Regions from separate parts of the Mus musculus genome. Here all the other regions are linked to region 1. Evidence: chromatin contacts called from public promoter capture Hi-C data. All regions are on one chromosome and are shown on one strand. The core of a region is the stretch at or near the end of the contact, and the rest is flanking DNA. Distances in the headings are between cores, read along the strand shown.

The links. Promoter capture Hi-C pulls out the DNA fragments that hold promoters and counts their contacts.
Region 2: a contact with region 1 is called in a promoter capture Hi-C map of pre-B cells. The contact joins the promoter of Otud6b here to the promoter of Pnisr in region 1. A contact is called at or near these places in 1 of 39 promoter capture datasets (pre-B cells) and 1 of 484 Hi-C or Micro-C datasets (CD8 T cells).
Region 3: a promoter capture Hi-C map of pre-B cells shows a contact between it and region 1. The contact joins the promoter of Nbn here to the promoter of Pnisr in region 1. A contact is called at or near these places in 3 of 39 promoter capture datasets (cranial neural crest, maxillary cranial neural crest and pre-B cells) and 1 of 484 Hi-C or Micro-C datasets (CD4 T cells).
Region 4: a contact with region 1 is called in a promoter capture Hi-C map of pre-B cells. The contact joins the promoter of Osgin2 here to the promoter of Pnisr in region 1. A contact is called at or near these places in 1 of 39 promoter capture datasets (pre-B cells) and 1 of 484 Hi-C or Micro-C datasets (CD4 T cells).
Region 5: a contact with region 1 is called in a promoter capture Hi-C map of pre-B cells. The contact joins the promoter of Ripk2 here to the promoter of Pnisr in region 1. A contact is called at or near these places in 2 of 39 promoter capture datasets (cranial neural crest and pre-B cells) and 4 of 484 Hi-C or Micro-C datasets (CD4 T cells, CD8 T cells, muscle stem cells and 1 more).

What each region holds. Positions count from the first base shown.
Region 1 is chr4:21,846,702-21,849,343 of GRCm38.p6, forward strand. Pnisr (PNN interacting serine/arginine-rich) reads left to right here and starts at 1,347. Exons shown (of 11, transcript NM_001369189.1): 1 at 1,347-1,438. It overlaps 4930528A17Rik (RIKEN cDNA 4930528A17 gene), which reads right to left and starts at 1,747. Exons shown (of 1, transcript NR_028384.1): 1 at 1-1,747.
Region 2 is chr4:14,825,122-14,827,763 of GRCm38.p6, forward strand. Otud6b (OTU domain containing 6B) reads right to left here and starts at 1,292. Exons shown (of 7, transcript NM_152812.4): 1 at 1,170-1,292; 2 at 378-532. The coding sequence starts at 1,251.
Region 3 is chr4:15,956,679-15,959,320 of GRCm38.p6, forward strand. Nbn (nibrin) reads left to right here and starts at 1,289. Exons shown (of 16, transcript NM_013752.3): 1 at 1,289-1,432. The coding sequence starts at 1,396.
Region 4 is chr4:16,012,564-16,015,205 of GRCm38.p6, forward strand. Osgin2 (oxidative stress induced growth inhibitor family member 2) reads right to left here and starts at 1,325. Exons shown (of 6, transcript NM_145950.5): 1 at 1,124-1,325. The coding sequence starts at 1,167.
Region 5 is chr4:16,162,311-16,164,952 of GRCm38.p6, forward strand. Ripk2 (receptor (TNFRSF)-interacting serine-threonine kinase 2) reads right to left here and starts at 1,333. Exons shown (of 11, transcript NM_138952.4): 1 at 914-1,333. The coding sequence starts at 1,086. It overlaps A530072M11Rik (RIKEN cDNA gene A530072M11), which reads left to right and starts at 1,800. Exons shown (of 7, transcript NR_045765.2): 1 at 1,800-1,881.

The DNA of each region.
Region 1 (2,642 bases), core at 97-2,596:
ACGGAAGTGGTTTCATGACATTTTATAGTTTTTAAAGAACAGACAGTCATAAACCAAGGCAGGCTTAAGATACATTGGTGTGTACATCACAGAAGCTACAGCAAGATGGGGACACTTTTTACATCGCTGCAGATGCTATCTGATAACATTCTTAGCTCTTGGGTTGGTGGAAACTGGGAGTCAGCTAAGTTAAAAAGTTCCAAAGGCTGGGGCAGTGGTTAATAGCGCTGGTACCAGAGTTCAATTCCTAGTACCCACATGGCAGCTTACAACTATCTGTAGTCCAGCAACAAGTGATTTGACACCCTCACACAGACATGCACGCAGGCAAAACACCAATACACATAAAATAAAAATAAATAAATCATTTTTTTAAAAGTTCTAAAAGGTTTTTAATCTATTAGTCACAGGATTTAGCTCTAATATGGGGAGGTTGGCAAAGACTGGCAATTCGTGGGTAAAGCTAGGGCCAGATTGGGTAATTAGCCTCTGGACTTGTAAAATTCCAACCTCTCCACATCACTGAAGCTCCAATCAATCTTTGCAGACACAGACTTTTTCCTGGAATTCTCCTTCATAACTCTTTTTAGTTACACTGACATTTCAAGAAAGTCATTTTCCAATATTTAGGTTAAGAATGCTGTGTTTCTTAGAATTTTTGTTTCCTTTTGTAATTAAACTCCTAGTCTGGAAAGTTGACATTTTAGATATATGAACATTGTTCACGCTAAACACCTTTTACCTCCTTTCGGGAGGCCATCTTGGAGTTTAGGTAAGGAAGGACCAGTGGAAACTCTGCTTCTCAGTTACTTTTCCTTAAAGAGTAGCTGAGCGAAGTTGAACTGAGTAAATGTTCCCACCAGGGGGCGCGATGCTAGGAGGTGAACAAGGAGACCTAGCAAACACCCTGCTTCCAGAACTCAGGCTCTGCGACTCAGGCCTGGCACAGTGAGTTCCAAGTTGGCAGGGTTTGACTTGCGGTCCTCTCCGTAGTCTGAAAGAGGCAAAGCGATTCAGCATCCTTCCCAAAGCGGAACTGATTCTTAGAACGCATTTGCTCTTCGAGGGTCTCCTGCCTAAAGTTTACTAAATTCCGTCCATTGTACCGGAACGTTAGGCTCGGCTTTGTGCTGGCTGTACAAATGAAAATGTGTCGGGTATGACACGGGCTTCACACACAAGAGGGTCCAACTCGAGGTGGGTTGGGTTTGCCCTCAACAAAAATGGCGCGGACTCGTCCCGTCGGTAAGATCACATGGTCGTAAGCCTGGCTGAGAATCAGTGTGACTTCAGCCGAAAAGCGGATGTTATTATCATTCACTTCCGGGTGAGAACCACCGGGCGCCATCTTGTCTTGTTCATGAAGAAGTAGAAGCATCGAAAGGTTGGAGAGAATTACAGGAACGGTGGCGACAGCGGTATTCCGGAACCGGAGCGGGTAAGCGACGAGCAGTTTACCCCGGGGGACCTGCCGGAGGACTAAAGTCCTCTGGGTCAGTGTGGCGAACGGAGCGGGACTCAGGCTGCGTACGCTGCTTGGCGCCACCGCCAGAACCTCATTCCGGAGAAGCTCCGGCGTCCGCCCGAGAGAGTGAGCGAGAGAGCCGCTGTCGCCCGAAGGGAACCGCCTTTGGCTAAGGAGAGGGCTCACGACCCATTCTTCGAACTAAGAGTTTCCTTTGAGAAGGCAAGGGACTAATTGTTGGGCGCCTGAGCGGCCGTTAAGCAGTGCGCGTGCGCAGTGGGAACCCTTGAGGGGCAGGGAGTGTGGAGGGGCGGAGGCGGCGGGGGCCGGGATCTGGAACTTCGACTCTGCGACTCGCACTACGCAGGCGCAACCGCTTTCTGCTGCGTCCTAGACAAGTATCATTTAGTTGCTTAGTTTTGGTGTTTTTACCCAGTGATGGGTATTATGTGTTAAGCATCACTGAGGAAACAAGTAGTATCCTATATTTCAGTTGTTTCGTAGTTTTGTGGATAATAGTGTCATCTTAACAAAACTGGGCACTGAGCAAATTTTGACTGTGCTTGATTAAATTAGCAGTCTTTAATACTTCATTTACCTTTTCTCTTCCTAACCCTAGATAAAACAAAAACAATCTTGGATTTTTTTTTTTTTTTGAGTACATCCAGCTAAAACCAAACCAGAACAGTAAAGACTTTATTTGTGGGGTGGTTTTCTAAAGCATCAGGGGAGACGTAATGAGTTCTCGGATATTCTTAAGACACACAATTTAAAACATAAGTAAGCTTTATATTTAAGGACTTTTTTGAGCCTCATTATATGATCCTGGCTGGCCTGGAACTCCTGCCTTCGCTCATGAATGCTGGAATTAAATGTATTCACTACCACATCAAGCCCTAGAACTTAATTTAATTATAGAAAAATTAAACAGCTAGTGTATAACCACGTGTTTTATTTTCTCAGTAACATATACTTCCATGACACGTTTTTTTGTTTTTTTTTACTATTAATGGAACAATGTTGTTACATTATTAATTGAGGGCATGCTCCTATTTCCTTAGTTAAAGAAAAAAATCATTTTTAAAAAAAGATAGTATTTTTCTGTGGAGATCCCCTGGAACTGAAGTTACAGATGGTTGTGAGTTGCCATGAGGTGCTGGCAACTGGAGGCAGGTCC
Region 2 (2,642 bases), core at 42-2,541, 7.0 Mb before region 1:
TGGTTATTAGGTTAAGGAAGTAGGCACTTTTTTGCTGTTCTTCCATTTAAAAAAAGAAAATCTGCCCATAAACCTGGTCACAAAAATACTAAAGAAATGTACAGCTAGGTGTGGTGGTGCATGCCTGTAATCCCAGCACTTGTGAAGTCACACCAGTAGGATCTGAAGTTAAAGTTCAAGGTTTAGCCTCTGCTCCAAATCCACATGGGTGACAGCCTAGACTACAAGGCACTCTGTCTAAAAAAACTAATGTCGAGGAAATGTGATGTGTGACTGTATGACTCGATTTCAGAATTTTGAGACCGTATTCAATAAGCAGTTCAACACACTCAGACAGCTGTTTGCTCGGGCTCAGAGACAAGCTTCGCTCCCCATACCTTACTGTCCTTGAAAGTCAATTGCTTCAATTGCTCCAGTTCTTCCCTGTGTTTTTGCTCCATTTCTCTTTCCAATTTAGCAACATCTTCCGTGAGCTGCTTCCTCCTCTTTTTGTCGTTTTTGGGAACAGCGTTCTTCATTCCCTGAATTTTGGCTAAAAAAAGTCATCAAAACAGCCGTGTCAGAGCCCCCGGACCAAAAAGCGAAAAGCAGTTAAGAGGGTGGGAAGAGGTACAATTATAGAATGTAAAGTAATTATAGAAGCAATTAATCATGACACAACAATCAGCTACGGAGAAAGGTCCGGATGAGGCTTGCGACCCAACGTAAACACAATCTCGAATTTGTTTGGTTTGACAGGGCAAAACCAAGGTTAAAAAACTATACTAAGGTAAAACTTCTGCCTTTTAAATATCTTTCTCTGTGACCGACAAGCCAAGGAGAAGCAATTCAGACCACACCACTAAGGCCAGGCGTCGGGATCGGGGGCAGGAATGGGAAGGGAGGAAGAGGAGGTCCAAGACTTTGGTCTCCAGGCACATCACTCAGCAGCAGCACGTGCACCGGACCCGCTAGGGGTCCACGGCAGGTCGCACACGGGGACATCTCCGGGGACTGCAAATAAGGGGGTCGAGGGAATGGGGAAAGCTGGAGAAGACTGATCAAAAGTTATCTGAGGGAAAGCCTAGACGGATCCAGGACGTGTGCCCGTCCAGGTACCAGAGGACACACTCCACGCTCCCAGCCTTGGGTGTGGACGCCTCTTACATTCCCAGCCCCTTTCCCGTCACCTTGCAGCTCCTTCTTCTCCTTCCGATGCCTTCTCACCAGCTGCTCCTCATCATCGAGCTCTTCAGCCACGACCTCCTCCATGACGACCAGGCGGCCCGGCACCCGCGCTGAAGGAGATCCGCACCTCAGGAGGGCCAGCACCTCCCACTCCTCAACCCTCACCCGGGGCGCCATTGGCCGCCGGGAAGGCCCAGCCCCGCCTCAAGGCGGCTCCGGATCCAGGTCTAACCACTGAAACCGGGAGACGCCGACATGGGCTAGGGCGCCTGCGCGCTCGGACCGCTCTGGGCGGCGCGCCGGAAGCTGGGATTGTGCGATTAAGGACGCGCCCGGCGCTGGAGCAACCGCAGCACAAAGCTACGCGCCAGGCGATTGGCCCTGACGGGGCGCACGGAGATGACATCACGGACGTTCTTTCGCACAGCTTTCAATTTGTGCTTTAGAACGCTCCGTAGTTGTCCTCTTTGCCAAAACATGTTGAAAAGATTTTTTTTTTAATTTTAATAAAAGCGTGGTTTGTTTTCAATGAGGATCTTTACGTTATATTAGTCATACACTAGGGAATGGTTTGTTTTTTGTTTTTTTACAATGTGGTAAAAGGGGAAACGCTAAGTAAGGAATGCCTACTCTTGAAATAAGTGATGAAAGAGATAAAAAAGGACTAAGCTTAGTAAAGTCCATTTGCTAAATTCAGTTGTAAAACGATTAACAGTGATGTCAGGGTGTTTTGAAGATTTGAGGCAAGATTTAACAAATGTAACTCGTGTGCCACAAAAACAAATTAGCAAAGGCAAACAAGAATGCTCACGGAATGGTGGCAGGAGTGGAAGACTCAGAGTGTTGGTCCAGTAAAATTTAAAAAAAAAAAAAAATCTCTATTTAGGGCTGATTGTGGTTGTGTAGGCCTTTAATCCCAGCACTTAGGAGGCAGGCAGGCAGATCTCTGTGAGTTTGAGGCCAGCCTGTCTACATAGGGAGTTCCAGGATGTCCAGAGAGTTACATAGGTGAGACCCTGTCTCAAAAGTCGATAGACAGGGGCTGGCGAGATGGCTCAGTGGATAAGAGCGCCAACTGCTCTTCTGAAGGTCCCGAGTTCAAATCCTAGCAACCACATGGTGGCTCACAACCATCCATAGCGAAATATGATGCCCTCTTCTGGAGTGTCTGAAGACAGCTACAATGTACTTTCATATAATAAATAAATAGATCTTAAAAAAAATAGATAGACAAACATATTCTTTTTTATATATAAATGCCTGAGACAGAACAAAACAAATGAAGTTGAAATAATATTTCTGGAAATAATTGAAAACTTATTTCCAGAGATGAATAATGAACTGCACCTACAACTGTATAAACCTGTAAGGGGTTGTATTAGTCAGGGTTCTCTAGAGTCACAGAACCTATGGAAAGTCTCTATATAGCAAGGGAATTTATTGATGACTTGCGGTCTGTAGCCCAAACTCCCCAA
Region 3 (2,642 bases), core at 39-2,538, 5.9 Mb before region 1:
CTATTTTAAAAGTATTTCTGCAGAACATGTATAGATTATTTTTCTTTAAACAATAGAACCAGACAACTGTTTAAATATCACTTACATTTTCCTATATATCACATGTAATCTAACAGTTAATTACAACTATGTGGGAAGATTTCTGTGCTGACAATCAAAACAATGATGCATTCATGCTCTGTAAGAGCTCATCTACTCTGCTTGTAGCTGTTTCAGCTCCATACTTTAGCTTCCCAGATCCTTTGATGTCTCTTGCTGTGTTTCTGTAACTCTATTGCAGTCATTCTTTTTTTTTTTTTTGGATAGGATTTCTCTGTGTAGACCAGGGTGGCCTTGAACTCAGAGACTCACCTGCCTCTGCCTTCCGAATGCTGGGATTAAAGGTGTGCATCACCACACCCAGAAGTTGAAGTCATTCTTTAATGGACACACACCCTTAATGTATGATTTATTAATATTACAACTGGATTAAAAAACCCATTTGTCAGTGCTGGAGAAATGGCTCAGTGGTGAAGAGCATTAACTGCTCTTCTAAAGGTCCTGAGTTCAATTCCCAGCAACCACATGGCGGCTCACAACCATCTGTAATGGGATTCGATGCCCTCTTCTGGTGTGGCTGAAGACAGCTACAGTGTACTCATATACATAAAATAAATACATAATTAAAAGTGGGGGGAGATGGATGGCTCAGCGGTTAAGAGCACTGACAGCTCTTCCAGAGGTCATGAGTTCAAATCCCAGCAACCACATGGTGGCTCATAACCATCTGTTATGTCCTCTTCTTAAGTGTCTGAAGACAGCTACAGTGTACTTACATATAATAAATAAATAAATCTTTAAAAAAAAACTGTTTGCCAGTGGTCAACTATTAAGGGAAATTGGGACTACTTGGCAAAAAGCTTGTGGACTTATTGTTATTCAGTAAATCCTGACATTGTATAAAGATGTAAACATGGTTCTGGTATAATACACTCAGGATACAGTGGAAAAGATTAAACATATTTTGACATGAAATCTTCATCTTGACTGATACTACACATGATGTAACTTTTGAAAATACAGAAAATAATACACTCAACAGCACTTTGATACATCTAGTTTAAAATCCACATTACTTCCGAGCTTTTTAAACATCACAGTTCATTGATTAAAGCGTCCAGTTCGGTCCATCACATTCCTGCCAGGACGCTTTCCGCGCTGCACTGCTGCATCTTCAGCACTAGGTGGCGCCCCCGTCAGCGGCGCGCTCTGGCCGGTTCCCGCCTTTCCGAAGAACTTGTCAGAGTCCTGGGAACGCGCACGTCCCGGAGCCCGCGCCGGTGCAGCCCGGTGACCGCGCAGGCTGGGCAGCTGCGGTTGGCGTCGCACGTCGCGGGGTTCTGAGACGCCGGCCCCATGTGGAAGCTGCTCCCGGCCGCCGGTGCGGCTCCAGGTAGGCGCGTTAAGGAGGCGGCGGGGAGTTCTTTCCCGGGAGCGGCCGCGGGGCGGTGGGGGCTGGGAAGCAGTAGAGCGCGCCTGCGCTTCCGGTCCGTCCTTCTCGCCTTCCGGCGGACGCCTAGGCGGCCGGGGCTGACTGGACACGGAAGCTGGGTGGTGGGAACCGGGATGGCAGCCCACCGTACTTCGGGCGTTGGGGTGTGCGTGCCCAGGTTAGACCGGCTCCAGCTAGGCTGCGAACCGAGGGGAAGAACCACGCGGAGTTGCCCAGGCGCCCAGCCAAGGCTGGGGACGCACGCAGACCGGAGCGTAGTTAGGAGAAATCACGCGACACCACGGGGCCGCTTTAAAGTTTTCAGAATTTCCCCTCGGGGAAGAGTCCTCCGCCCACACATTTTTTTACGCAGTGAAAGTTATCACGTGTTAAGTGGTTGTCTCCTTATTTAGTCACTGGTGATGGGAGATTATGCACTTGCCTGCGACTCTATCTTGTTTGCGGGGAACTTTAAGAAGATGCAGTTTACTAACAGTATAAGGGGAAGGATAAAGTCTGAAAGATTATCTATGTGGGTTGGGGCACTGCAAGGATAGAACGCAACTTAGAGGACTCTGAATAATTAGCCTTGAGCCTAGCTAAGTCTATGAGTGTCTGTAAAATAGAAATTTTCTAGAGGTGGTGGCGCAGGCATCCCAGCACTTGGGAGGTGGAGGAAGGAGGATCCGGAGTTAAAAGTTATCAACTACCTAAGTTTGAAGCCTGCGAGCTACATGAGCGCCTCTCATGTGCTTTTAGGCTGTAGTTCAGTACTCACCTGGGTAGCACTTTATTAACATGATAGCAGAATAAAATATGCTTCTAGAACCAATATCAGAGATGCATTTCGGAATCAGACGCTAAGGGATTAGTTTTCAAGTAAGGTGGTTACAGTAGAAACTCACAGAATATTTATGTATCTACCTTGAAACCGTTCAAGTTCCTCTCTGCTAAACTGAGTGTGATAGTTCCTGCCTGTAATCCCAGCTCCTGAGAAGCCGAGGCTGGTGGACGTTGAGTTTGAGGACAGCTTAGTTAGGCAGCGTAGTGAGACTTCCTCTCAAAAATGAAATAAAGCAAACAGAAATCTCATTGACAGTACTTAACTCAAACGGTTCAGAAGGATGCCAGGGATCTGCTGGACTCTTCCTGTTTGTCTAATTGTGATAAT
Region 4 (2,642 bases), core at 75-2,574, 5.8 Mb before region 1:
AGCTCTCCCCTTACCGCTCAACAGTACCCCAAAGGTGTCAGGAGACTTTCAGAGGGTTATTTTCTAAAAGAAATGTAGCTCCCCAAGAGGCTTCAAATTTTCACTCCAGCCTGCTTTTTACAATACTCAAAGTGGACGATGTGTACATACACAACAATCTGTCTAGAACATAGAATCCAGCAGTCTTTGGCATAAAACTTTTCTAGATCTAGAATTTAAAGTCTCCTTACAAACTCAGGAGGTTGGGCAGACCTAGGTCGTTGCTATTACAGCAGGAGTCTGATTTCTCTGCACCTCACATTCTTTTTTAACCTCTTCTGTGAAGGTTATTAAATACACACGACATTTATCTATATCACATAAAATAAGCTCTGTGATTTGTATTGATGACAGTCACAAATACTGTGACTTGTGGCTCACATTAGTAAAGAAAGCAATGTTAGTATTTTTAGAAATGATATTAATATCCTTTCCACCCAAGTTAATGTTTCACCTAAATTCTATGAGCCTCTATTAAACAAGTCTTTATCAGTTTATTCTGTAACATTCACACATGTAAAGCCAGTTCCCAGAGTCCTTACTAAACGTAACATTTCATCCCATCCAGTTTCTTGTACTTTTGATCTTATTCTGTAATTCCCCGAAGTGTTGGTCAATTGTTCTGAATCTAGAACATACGTTCATTCATCTTTGAAACTATTGTTTTTCTCACCGTAAGAAACTTTCATCATAATTTGAGTATAAAACTGCCACTTCCTAAATTTCTCCATTCTAACATGGCTTTACATCACTCATACCTTAGTAAGTCACGACCCACTGTCACTACATGACACATTCTTCTCCACTTCCCTTCAAGCCAGTAACTTATGTTATTAGATTTTTAAAAGATCAAAAATTCAAAGGAGGCTCTTCACAGATTTTCAAATTTACCATTTACATGTAACCGACTCACCGCCGGCCTAGCCACTCTCGCCGTCCTGTGACCCGCGCGGTCCAGGAACAAGAAGAGGGGACAAGAAAAGAGCGGGGTCCACGGAGCTCCGAGCAGCGCCGGCCCAGCGGGCGGCGGCCGAGGAGCACACGCTGCAGAGCCAGCTCCGACCCATCCCGGGGGGAAAGTCACCTGAAATGACCGGCCAGGGAGCAGCGGCAGCACCACACAGGCATGGAGAGCGGCTGCCGTCCTCCGGGAGGGCCGACCGCGGGCTGGTCCCGGCGCGCGCTCTGCCTGCACCGCGGCTCACAGGCGCGGGAGTCTGTCCCCGGCCAGCGGCTTCCGCTCCTCCCCGCCGGCGGCAGGGCGGCGCAGCGAGTGATGAGCGCCGCGCTGGGGGCGGGACCGGGCGCTGCGACGGCGACGCGCGGCTCCGCCCACCAGGTGCGGCGCGTGGACGAGGCCGCCGATTGGTGGAGTCGCGGCGAGGGGCGGGTCCACGGAGAGGGATGCGCAGGGCCGCGGCGCTGCGGTCCGGGTCCTCACGAGGCCTAGGCTCGGGGCTCGGGGTGCGTTCTCGGTGCCCGCTCTTGGGATTGCGGAGCAGAAGAGGGGAGGCTTCTACCTCAGGCCTGCGGGTCTCAGGGAAGTCCGGCCGCGAGAACCTACCTGAGCTCACGTCCTCGCACTGTCTCGGGTGCATCTGGCCTCGGCCCCCGCATCGCGGCCACCCAAAGACTCCCACAAACCTTAGGTGCTCCGGCCGCTCGCCTGGCGCTCCCCCTGGCCATGTTCAGCCTCCCTTCTTAAAGAGCGCCGCTCCACCATTCCCCGGACTGGGCAAGGCCTCACTCAGCCATGCAGAGACTAGTGGGGAAAGGGGCTGGGCCAGAAAAGATGTTTTGAGTCTCTCCAGGTGTCTTTGAGTCAGCACAGGGAGTGCATCCAACTTGGTATTTATCCAAAGTTAAAAGGTGAGGGTGGACACTGTCAGAGCGATTAATCACCTTAATTAATTAATTAATCTGCTCCGACAACGCCTTCACCCATCTCCGTTATTGGGGGGCGGAGGGGAGCAGTTAAAACACTTGTATGTTTATGTCTTTAAAAGAAATTCTCTTTAAGAATGTTGGTTGGAGTCTGCATTTTTTAAAAGAACTCATCCTGGCAGAACATTGGCCCATGCCTTAATTTCAGCCCTGGGAAAGCAGAGGCAGGTGGATCTCCATGAGTTCAAGTCTAGTTTGATCTACATAGGACAGCCAGGACTTTGTAGAGAGACCCTGTCTCAAAAAGAAAGAACTCAGCGTGCCTCCAGGATTCCATATCTAAAAGGTGTATTCACCGGATTTTAAAAATTGTTTTTCTCCTCTTTGAAAATAATGGCAGTATGAGCTCATTTTACGTTTAATGTGTTAACAGTTGTGAAGGAGAAAGGGAAGAAGAAGCTGCGTCTGCCGAGACATTGACTAGAACTGCATTATAGTGGGAAGCTTGGATTGCTGCAGGTCCATCCAGAGGCTAATTACCTTATCTAGGCTAGATCTAGCACTGCAGAACACTAGCTATTTGTCCAACTCTATGTGTGAACTAACGTCTTGTGACTAGAAGATTAAAAACTTTTTGGAATCTATTGACTAAACAGGCCACTAGCTTCCACCAACCAAAAGCTAAGAATGCAATAAGATAACACCCTGAGACTATAGTA
Region 5 (2,642 bases), core at 83-2,582, 5.7 Mb before region 1:
TGAATGAAGGTCTAGTTCAATTTCTGATGGAAGTGAAACACACAAGAGTTCTGACTAGATCCATTGACTAACACATACAGCCACAGATCTATGGTATTTAGTTGTAATGTTTTCCTAGAAACAGAAACCAACGCTTTTTTTTTTTCTTTCTTCTGAATATGTGGGAGCTGGACACAAATAATACCAGGGCAAGGGATGGTCAAAACTTTTATTCTTCACAAATTTTGACCATTTAATAGCTTTTGATTCATTTTACTGTTACAAAAAACATTGCACACTTCCTTTGGGGACTTCCAAGGCAAGAGCTCGAATAACAACTGGTAATGTAGAATTTGATAACTGAACTTCATGAGGGCACGTAATAAACCACAAAGAAAACAAAACCAACCAAATCAAACCAAACCAAGCCATAATATGCAGGCTCAGGAGCAGGAGTGAAACACACATAAAACCCTAGAAAAATATTTTGACGTTTAATCAATATAAAAACACCGGTATAGTATTATTATTTTTCTTTTTAGTGCTAAATGCTCAAACTCCGGTGTGTATTTTGCAGTCACTGCGTACTTCATTTCCAAGAGCAGTTTTTAGAGTTCCACAGCTCTTACCGCTAACAGCTAGCTAAAACAAAGCAAAGCCCACAAGCACTGTACCAACACACGTCGGGTTCAATAAACAGGGTTTTAGAGGTGGCCGTGATTGCAGGTTTTTGGAGAGTGGGAACACCTCGGGTGGGAGGAGAGGCAGGGCGAGTTGCAAAGTCTGACGCACGTCCAGGATGGTTTCTCCCTTGGATCAGGTTAGCCCAAGGACTTAAGGACTCGCCGCGGCGGAGCCGGCGCATCGCCATAGTGCGGCCGGTCTGTGGACCACCCAGCCCGCGTCTGTGTGGGGCCCCGCGCCGGCGCCCTACCTGTCGAGCAGCGGCGTGTGGATGTGTAGGTGCTTCACTGCCACCCGCACGCGCCAGTCTGCGTGTCGTGCCGACGAGACCGTGCCAGAGGCGCCCCGGCTGAGGTAGTGCAGGTCGGCGAGCTTGTGGTACGGGATGGGGGGTAGCGCGCTGCAGATGGCGTCCCCGTTCATGGCTCCGGCTGCGCGGCGGCTCCGCCCGACCCTGGCCGCGGCGCTAGGTCCCGGGGCGGCCCATTCCCGCGTGGCCGCTGCAGTTCCGGCCCGGTCAGCTGTGCCAGGGAGCCCGTCGGGTCTGCGGCCGCGCCGGGGTGGACCGTCCTCCTCCCTCCTCCTGGACTCGGCGGGCTCCTCCCTCCGCCGGCCCTCCCTGGGCGGGCTCCTACCTTCACCAACTCCTCAGCCCCTGCCTCCTACCCCTGGCTTCTCCCTCCGCCGGCTCCTCCCTCCGCCGGCTCCTCCCTCCGCCGGCTCCTCCCTCCGCCGGCTCCTCCCTCCGCGGTCTCCTCCCTCTGCCGGCTCCTCCCTCTGCAATCTCCTCTCTCTGTGAGCTCCTCCCTCTGCCAGCTCCTCCCTCCGCCGGCTCCTCCCTCTGCCAGCTCCTCCCTCCGCCGGCTCCGCCCTCCGCCGGCTCCTCCTTCTGCCAGCTCCTCCCTCCGTCGGCTCCGCCCTCCCCCAGCTCCTCCCTCCGCCGGCTCCTCCTCCGCCCGCTCTTCTGTCCTCTGGCTCCTCCTTCCGCCGGCCCCTCCCTCTGTAATCTCCCATCTTTGCGGGCTCCTCCCTCTGCCGGCTCCTCCCTCTGCAAGCTCCCCTCTCTGCGGGCTCCTCCCTCTGCCGGCTCCTCCCTCTGCAGATCATGGGCGTGTCTCAGAGGCCTCCCTCCCCCCACAAGCCGGGTGGACATCGCTGAGGCTTGGAAAAGATTTCCTCCGGGGAAAATCCCTCCGGAGTTCTCCAGTCTGGTGTCAGGTGGGTCGGCTGGATTTTCCTTTGGCCCGAGTGTCTTCCTTAGACTCCAAACCCTGGACGTGATAGGGTGTGGGGTGACTACTGCTGGGGAGCCTGGTGCCCCACTTCCTGAGCTGTAAACCATCTGGTTGCTTCCACTCCAGTCTTTACTCAGTGGCTGCCACTTGTGAGAAGTGAGGTAGAGAGGCTAGCGCTGTCAGTGTGACAAATTGAGGTGTTTAGCTTATATGACTTGCTCCCTTACCAGGAAACGGTTTCTTCTTTTATTCCTCAAAGCCTACTCACAAATAGAAATATAAAACCATTTCTTGTGTTTGGGAAGTCTTCCATCCAAAAAGAAAAACAAAGGCAAAAACAAACAAAACCAAACAACCAAAATCCAGCACTATTTCATCTTTTTACTGTAAACACCTTTCTACTTAGATAACTGTTCAGTACGATGTTTGGCGCAAATATCTCATATTTGTGAGCGATATAGTTCCACGATCCTACACGCACCAGGATACTACAATCTGTAATTGTCCCTTATATTATTAGTGTAATATATATAACACCGACATTTCCTTCCCTATACTCTAGTTCTTAATAGTTTTTTACAAGTCTACATTCTAAGATTATGTTTTCTTGGGCTGGAGTCATGGGTAAGCCGTTAAGAGGGCTTGTTCTTCCAGAGGATCTGAGGTTTGTTATCAGTACTCGAATCTAGTAGCTCACAGCTGCCTGCTCTCCAGCTCCAGGGAATCTGACCAACACTTCTGGCT